2 separate regions of the Sus scrofa genome follow, and region 1 is linked to region 2. The links are chromatin contacts, called in public HiChIP or PLAC-seq maps. All regions are on one chromosome and are shown on one strand. The core of a region is the stretch at or near the end of the contact, and the rest is flanking DNA. Distances in the headings are between cores, read along the strand shown. Region 1 holds the start of FOLR1 (folate receptor 1). Region 2 holds the start of ANAPC15 (anaphase-promoting complex subunit 15).

Region 1 (3,964 bases), core at 760-3,259, 56 kb before region 2:
TGGCTGCTTCAGGGGCCCTCCCTATGAAACGGGAACCCAGGCTTCTCCTCCCCTTCTCCATGGTAGCAGCATCCTTGGCTCTGGCCACACTAGACTTGCCACTGCTCGTGCTGTCACCCCTCGTCCGAGGACCTGCTGTCCTCTGCCAGGCTGCCTTTTCCTGCTTTGTCTTCCTGGAAAACTCTTACTCAGCCTCCATGGCCCAGGCCAGTGGCCCTCCTTGGAGGTCCTCGCAGCCTGTCTGACGTGTCACTGACTCTTCAGAACCTGATGGGGGTGGGGACCTGGCCTGTGGGTAGATACTTGTTGCATCATGACCGTGAGGGACCTGCCTCTTCTTCTACCTGGACTTTGAGCTCCGTGGACTGGCACAGCATGAAAGTTGGGAAAGGTGCCACCAGCCCCTCTCCTGGCGCCTGCCTATCCCCAGCCTCTGTTCCCACGTGTCCCTGTGCACTCTCTGGCCAGTGTCCTCATTTGTCAAGCGCTTTGGGCATATTTACCAACAAGATGGGAGGAAAACACTTGGCCCGTAGTGGGTGCTTGATCAATAGTCCCCGCGTTAGTGTCGCCGTGGTGGCCTCCTGGGAGAGGGCCACCAAGATCACCTCAGCCACCCTCCTGCCTCCATCACCCCCAAAGCTGCTCTTTCCAACCCCCTGCCTTCTTCCCTTTTGGGGGCCAGCCCCCTCCCCAACCCCAGGCCCTTCTCCCTCCTCACCTGGTCGTGCAGCTTGTCCTCCGGGCTTGGCTTTGGCTTGTGGTGCTTGGCATCCATGCAGACATTGAGCATGTCCGACTTGGCCCGGGCGCCCCCCACAGCAGCCACCAAACCCAGGAGCACGAAGAGCGTCAGCCGCCAGGCCATGTTGATCCACTTCTGCCAGAAAGCTGCCGTAAGCTTCTTGGCCAGATTTCCTGTTTCCCTTCCAAGCCCAGATCGTCGTCCCTCCCCGCGCCGCTTACCCCACAGCACAGTGGAGCCAAGCGATGAAGGGCCCGTGGAGGTCTGTGCCAAGTGGTAGGACACCACTGCCACCTGAGGACAGTGCAGTCTGAGCTTTGCTGCGGGGGGAGGCACCACCTCTCCGGACCTCCCCTTCCGGAGTTCGCCAGCCAGTGCTTCACCCACAGGCAGAGGCTCCTGCATAAGAGGAACCACAGAGGGAGTTCCCTTCGTGACTCAGTGGTTAACAAACCACACTAGTATCCATGAGGATGCGGGTGTGATCCCTGGCCTCGCTCCGTGGGTTAAGGATCTGGCGTTGCCCTGAGCTGTGGTGCAGGTCATAGATGCGGCTTGGATCTGGCGTTGCCGTGGCAGTGGTGTAGGCTGGTGGCTGTAGCTCCGATTCAACTCCTAGCTGTAGAAGTTCCATAGCAAAAAAAAAAGAGGAACCACCGGCTGACCTCTGCTGAGCTGCTGATGGGGTTGCAGACTGAGAGGAGGGGCGCTGGCCGGCCTCTGCTTCTGCTTCCTCAGCCCTCCCGCCAGCCCAAGGCAGCTTAGGTTTAGGTACCCAGAGACTGGCTGGTGAGGCAGACAGGGAAGCTGACGGGGCGGGGGTTGGGGGGGGGGGGCGATGTGAAGGCCATTCAGCCATTGGGTTCTTGCTTAAGGTCCTGGACCACATGCCAGGGGAGCCTGGAGGAGGGGGAGGGGTATGTGGAAAGCCCGTGAGAGCGCAGATCCCCAGGGGCAGCCCCCAGCCCCTGCATCTTCCCACCCCCACGGAGGGGTCTTGGGAAGTTCCCAGGGCAGAGCCAGGCCTAGACAAAGCGGAGGCCGGGGGGTCAGGGTCACATGGAGGAGAAACTGAGCCCGAGCTGTGGGGGTGGGGGCACCAGAGCCAGAGTCCGCAGAGAAAGCAGGATCCCCGGAGACCAGGGGAGCCCTACCTTGCTTCTCACCTCCTACCTCCCATCCGCACCTTTCCTCCCGGTCCTGCCCTTACCTCTGCCTCGGCCCTCCTGGAGGCCCACCTGGAGGCCCACTCGGAAGCAGTGTCTCCCTGACTCGTCACACCCTTTTCTAAGTCATCCTGACCCGGCCTCTGTCAGGGCAGGCCGCGTCTTTGTCTAGGAAACAGCTTGTCTTTCAGTTTCAGGCCAGTTAAAGAAATATAGTCCTACACCCCATGAGATTTAACCTGGTGAAAAAGAATGAGAAGGCCCTTGATAAATGAAAATGCAAAACTTTCCAAGTGTATTGTTAAGTGAGAGAAGGAAGGTGTGTGCATTTCTGGTCAATTACACCACAACAAAAGAGAGGCAGGAGGAGACGCTGTAGAAAAAACAGTCTCTCCGGTCAAGTCAAGTCACAGCGCAGCGGAAACCAGTCCGACTAGGAACCAAGAGGTTGCAGGTTGGATCCCTGGCCTCGCTCAGTGGGTTAAGGATCCGGCATTTGTCACGAGCTGTGGTGTAGGTCGCAGATGTGGCTTGGATCCTCCATTGTTGTGGCTGTGGTGTAGGCTGGCAGCAAGAGCTCCCATTGGACCCCTACCCTGGGAACCTCCATATGCTGCAGGTGCGGCCCTGAGAAGGAAAACAAACAAAAACAAACAAAAAAAAACACAGCCTCCTCAATAAGTAGTGCTGGGAAAATTGGACAGCTGCATGTAAAAGAATGAAATTGGAACATTGTCTAACACAATATATGAAAAGAAACTCAAGGAATTCCTGTTGTGGCTCAGGAGTAATGAACTCAACTAGTATGCATGAGGACGCAGGTTCAATCCCTGGCCTTGCTCAGTGAGTTAAGGATCTGGTGTTGGGAGTTGCTGTCGTGGCTCAGGGGTTAACGAATCCAACTAGGAACCATGAGGTTGCAGGTTTGAGCCCTGGCCTTGCTCAGTGGGTTAAGGATCCAGTGTTGCCGTGAGCTGTGGTGTGGGTCGCAGACGTGGCTCAGACCCCTCGTTGCTGTGGCTCTGGTGTAGGCCAGCGGATGCAGCTCCGATTCAACCCCTAGCCTGGGAACCTCCATGTGCCGCGGGAGCGGCCCTAGGAAAGGCAAAAAGACAAAAAAAAAAAGGATCTAGTGTTGCTGTGAACTGCAGTCTAGGCTGGCAGCTGCAGCTCAGATTCGACCCCTAGCCTGAAAACTTCCGTATGCCACAGGTACAGCCCTAAAGAAAGAAAAAAAAAAAAAACTCAAAATGGATGAAAGACCTAAATGTAAGACCAGAAACCATGAAACTCTTAAGAGGAAAACACAGGCTTAATACTCTGTGACGTAAGTCACAGCAATATTGTTTTGAATCTGTCACCTAAAGCGAAAGAAAAAAAAAATCAAGAATAAACAAATCGGAGCTAAACTTAAAAGCTTTTGCACAGGGAAGGTTTCATTTCAATAAAATAAAAGGACATCCTACTGAATGGGAGAAGATATTTGCAAATGATATGACTGATAAGAAATTAATATCCAAAATATAGAAAGAGCTCATACAGTTTCACATGAACAAAACAAACAACCAGCCTGAAAAATGAGCAAAAGACCTCAACAGACGTTTCTTTAAAGGAAACATGCAGACGGCCCTTGAAAAGATGCTCAGCCTCACTAATCCTCAGGGAATATAAATCAAAACCACAGTGAGGTATCACCTCACACCTATCAGAATGGCCATCAAAAAACACAAGTAGCAAATGTTGATGAAGATACAGAGAAAAAGGAACCCTCATTCCCTTTGGTGGCAATGTAAATTGTGTAGCCACTTTGGAAAACTGTATGGAGGTTTCTCAAAAAATTGAAAATAGAACTAGCATATGACCGAGTAATTCCTCTCCTGGGTATACATCTGAAAAAAACAAAAACACTAATTCAAAAAGATTCATGCGTGCCAATATTCGTGGCAGCATTGTTTATAATTACCAAGCTATGAAAGTAACCTTAGTGTCCATCGAGAACTAAATGGATAAAGAAGATGTGGGGTGTGTGTGTGAGTATATGTGTGTAATGGAA
Region 2 (4,165 bases), core at 74-2,573:
TTTGCACTTGCTGTTTTCTGAGGCTCTTCCCAGAGTATCAGAACAGTGCCCCTCTTTTTTTCTTCCAATCTTTTACTCAAAGTCACCTTCCCAGTAAGGTCTTCCTTGGCCCCCCCCAAAATAAAATAAAACATCTTTCCTGCCAATATTTTATTCCCACTTCCCTGATTCTTTTCCTCCTTAGTATTTACTGCCGTCTTAAAACTATATATTTTAATTTCCTGTCTTCTCTCTCTCTCATTGAAATGGAAGTACTGTGAGGAGTTTTTTGGTTTGTTTTGTTCACTATTGTGTACACTTTATTAGAGTAGCGGCAGGCATACAGTAAGGTATTCAGCAGGTATGGGTTGAATGAATGAAATGAATGAATGAAATTGTGGACACTTGCAACAGGCAAGTTTTACTCTTAATGAAAAAGCTGTAACAACCAGAGCTGCTCAGCAACAGTGACAGCTGACATGCACAGTACACTACCTCTTAACACGTGTTATCTCAAATCTTCACATTAGTCTGAAGGCTGGGCAGAGATGATGACGCTGGTTGAAGAGGAAACTGAGTCCTGATAAGGCGACAGAGCTTATGAAGGGTCACCCAGCAGGTTGGGGGAAGAGTGGAACTGTGGAACTGGAAAGACTCTGGGAGTTCCCGTCGTGGCGCAGCGGAAACGAATCCGACTAGGAACCATAAGGTTGCGGGTTTGATCCCTGACCTCGCTCAGTGGGTTAAGGATCTGGCGTTGCCATGAACTGTAGTGTAGGTCGCAGAAGCGGCTTGGATCTGGCGTTACTGTGGCTCTGGCGTAGGCCGGTGGCTACAGCTCCGATTAGACCCCTAGCCTGGGAAGCTCCATATGCCGTGGGTGTGGCCCTAAAAAGACAAAAGGCAAAAAAAAAAAAGAGACAGAGTCTTGGGGGTGATGGAATTTAACAAGGGTTAGATTTGAAGGACTTTGCTGCTTGAAGGCATCAGCAGGTCTGAAGGGCATGCTCACTGGGAAGCTGAGTCAGAAGTCTCTACAGAACAGAAGGTGGGAGTGATGTGCCAGGGCTGACCACTAAACATATTTGGCCCAGGCCTGGAGAGGGCAGCTGAATGTCTCAGTAGCAGAATGCTGACCCTAAGATTGAGTAATCACTCAGTCCCTTACAAAATCTCCAATGCAGAACTGGACAGGCAATCTTTTGTTTTTGCTTTTTAGGGCCACTGATGCAGAGCAAAGTTCCCAGGCTAGGGGTAAGATGGGAGCTACCAATGCCAGCCTACAGCACAGCCACAGCAATGCAGGATCCCAGCTCACCACAGCTCACAGTAACACCAGATCCTTCACCCACTGAGCGAGGGCAGGGATCCAACGCGAATCCTCATGGATACTAGCTGGGTTCACTTCCACTGAGCCATAATGGGAACTCCTTGGACAGGCAATCTTAAGGGAATGGTGAGTCCACTACAGGGCTGCAGACTACAGACTAACTGCAGAGGTCTTTGAGGGAAGAGACCATGTTCCTAGATTTATCTCCAGCTTCCAGGAGGGCCTGGAATATTGAATATAATAGGGACTCAAGTATTTCTGGTGAAGGCATACGTGTATGAATGTATGCGCCCAACAGGAAACTGAGGGCGAGAGCAGCTAGACAGGTGGGGGATAAAACCACTTAGCGACTCCGGGGTAGAAGCGGACTAAATTTCTTGGGACGCAGCCGGAAAATGTGCCATTCCTAACGCTGGAGGCCGCCAGCTGTTTTTCATGAAGTTTTGCATTGCAAATACCGCCTGAAGCCAGACGGGGCGGGGCCGAGACGAAGAAGCCGATTGGCTGAGGCTGAAGGCGGGGCCATGCAGCGGCTCGCCAAAGGTCGGCCCAACACGTGACTAACGTGTGAGCGTCACTTCCCGTCTGGTGGGCGGGAGAGAGAAAACAAAAGAAGACCAAAGACGCATGCGTGCGGTGTGTCCCGAGTTCTGGCGGGTTCTTCCGCTCTGGCAAAGAGAAGTGCTTCCGGGTTGCCGCCGGCTGCCGCCTCCCGGCGCGGTAAGTACAGAAGGAAGGCTGCGGCTGCTGTCTCCTTACCCCTTCTTTCCTCCCTCCTCCAGAGAAACTCTGTTCACCGCACCCACCTCCTCAGGAGCTCGCTGTTCACACTCCCGTTAACATTAAAGAGCTCCAGCTCATTGGCCGCTTTCTCGCGGTTAAGCCCCACCCCGTCACACCGATCCGCCACTCATTGGTGTCACTTCCTGTCACTCAACAGTTCTTCCAGGTCACGGGGTTTCTTCAATTTAGTGATTAACCCTATAGGTGCAAATACCTGGTCGAATCCCGCCCCTGTCTTCTCCCTGTTGGTCAACTCCGCGGTTATTATCATAACAAACAAAGAATGGCTGGTAGTTTGGCGGCGAGGGTTTGGGTTTAAGGAGCCGAGCTCTCTGGCCCTTTGGTACCTGAGGAACGGGAGCGTGGGTTCCGTGGGCCGTGTTAAAGGGGCCGGGCAGCCGAGGTCCACGGAGGGGCAGCGGCTGGCCCCGGATCAGTCAAATAACTTAGGGCAAAAGCAGAATTAGACGTAGGTCCTTTTCTCCTGGTCATGTCTAGTGTCCGGCCTGGATCTCCCCAAAAAGTTCTATGCCCCAAATCACTGGGACCTAAAGCTGGTTGTTGGCCTGTCACTGGGCCTAAGTTTTCCTGTGAGCTGAAAGGTTCTAATTCAGATTCTCTGGGACCTTCCTGGTCAGCCCTCCCAGCTGCTTAATCTGAGCTGAATTTACTTGTTCTCTCGCTCAGATGCTAGTTTATCCGTTTGATCTTCCACCTACTTATTTATCCATTACTCAGGCATTTAGAATGTCTTGCTGAGCTATACCACCATTCGGCTGTGGTTTAGGAGGTGGTTAGTGTCCTACATTTCTGACACTGGATGGGTATGGCGTGGAACATCAGAGAGGAGCAGAAAGTAGGTCTCTGTCTGGAGGAGGTAAAGATCAAGCAGAGCTCTGCCATCTTCGATTCTGTAGAATTTTGTGATGCCAGTCTGCATTCTGGATTCCTCCACATGTGGCTTCCATTCTCCTCCCTCCTTTGAACAGCCTATAAATACTGTAAGTACTTTCTAGTAAAGACTTAGTTATCAGAATAACTGTGAAGGTGGTATGATCATTATCGTCCCTGTCTTACAGAGGATGGTGTCTGAGGCTCAGAGAGGTTAAGTGACGTAGCCAAGGTCAAACAGCTAGTAGTGGAGCCAGCATTCAAACCGAGGTCTGTCTGATTCCCTCAAGGAGAGGCTTTTTTCTTGCTACCTTCCCAAAGGCACCCCATCCCCAAATCAAACTAACCAAATGACGGTCAAAAACCAAACACATCCGAGAGCTCAATTCACCTGACCCTGTCCCTCAGTCTAGGAGCCATGTCCACCTTGTTCCCCTCACTCTTCCCCCGTGTGACTGAGACACTCTGGTTTAATCTGGATCGACCCTGTGTGGAGGAGACGGAGCTGCAGCAACAAGAACAGCAGCATCAGGCCTGGGTGAGTGAGGATCTAGCCCAGCAGGGGAGCTTCACTGGCCATGACCCAGCCTTACTTTGGAGACCTGCCCTGTGCAGACTTTTTGCCCTGAGCTGGGAAGAATCCGGCTGAGAGCTGAGGGCCTAGGTTGTCCTCCTTGTGACACCCTAATTTGCCGGGGACCATGGGACCTCTAGGCCAGACGAGCCCAGGCTCTTTCCCCTATAGCATAGGCTATCATCTCTTTTTTTGTCTTTTTAGGGCGGCACCTGCGGCCTGTGGAGGTTCCCAGGCTAGAGGTCTAATTGCAGCTTTAGCCACCAGCCTATGCCACAGCCACACCAGATCCGAGCCTTGTCTGCAACCTATACCACAGCTTATGGCAACACTGGATCCTTTACCCACTGAGCAGGGCCAGGGATCAAACCCACGTCCTCATGGCTACTAGTCAGGTTTGTTTCCATTGAGCTATGATGGGAACTCCGGAAATAATCATTCTGACTGTTTATTGAGGATCTAGGCAATGATACGTTCTAGGCTGATAGTCTCACTTCATCCTCACAATCATCTTATCAGGAAACCAAGGCCCAAAGAGGTTATGTAGTTGGATCAAGTTCTTAAGTAAGTGGCAGATGTCAGGCGAGAAACGGATTGAATCTTCCTGA

Evidence for each region. HiChIP or PLAC-seq counts read pairs in DNA pulled down with a chosen protein or histone mark.
Region 1: a contact with region 2 is called in an H3K27ac HiChIP or PLAC-seq map of alveolar macrophages. The contact joins the promoter of FOLR1 here to the promoter of ANAPC15 in region 2. A contact is called at or near these places in 1 of 5 promoter capture datasets (liver), 10 of 47 Hi-C or Micro-C datasets (alveolar macrophages, blood, embryonic fibroblasts and 4 more) and 2 of 2 datasets of contacts at active chromatin or transcription factors (alveolar macrophages and skeletal muscle).

What each region holds. Positions count from the first base shown.
Region 1 is chr9:6,744,122-6,748,085 of Sscrofa11.1, reverse strand. It overlaps FOLR1 (folate receptor 1), which reads right to left and starts at 2,009. Exons shown (of 5, transcript NM_213830.1): 1 at 1,956-2,009; 2 at 722-1,144. The coding sequence starts at 868.
Region 2 is chr9:6,687,071-6,691,235 of Sscrofa11.1, reverse strand. ANAPC15 (anaphase-promoting complex subunit 15) reads left to right here and starts at 1,323. Exons shown (of 5, transcript XM_013999278.2): 1 at 1,323-2,029; 2 at 3,010-3,093. The coding sequence starts at 1,937.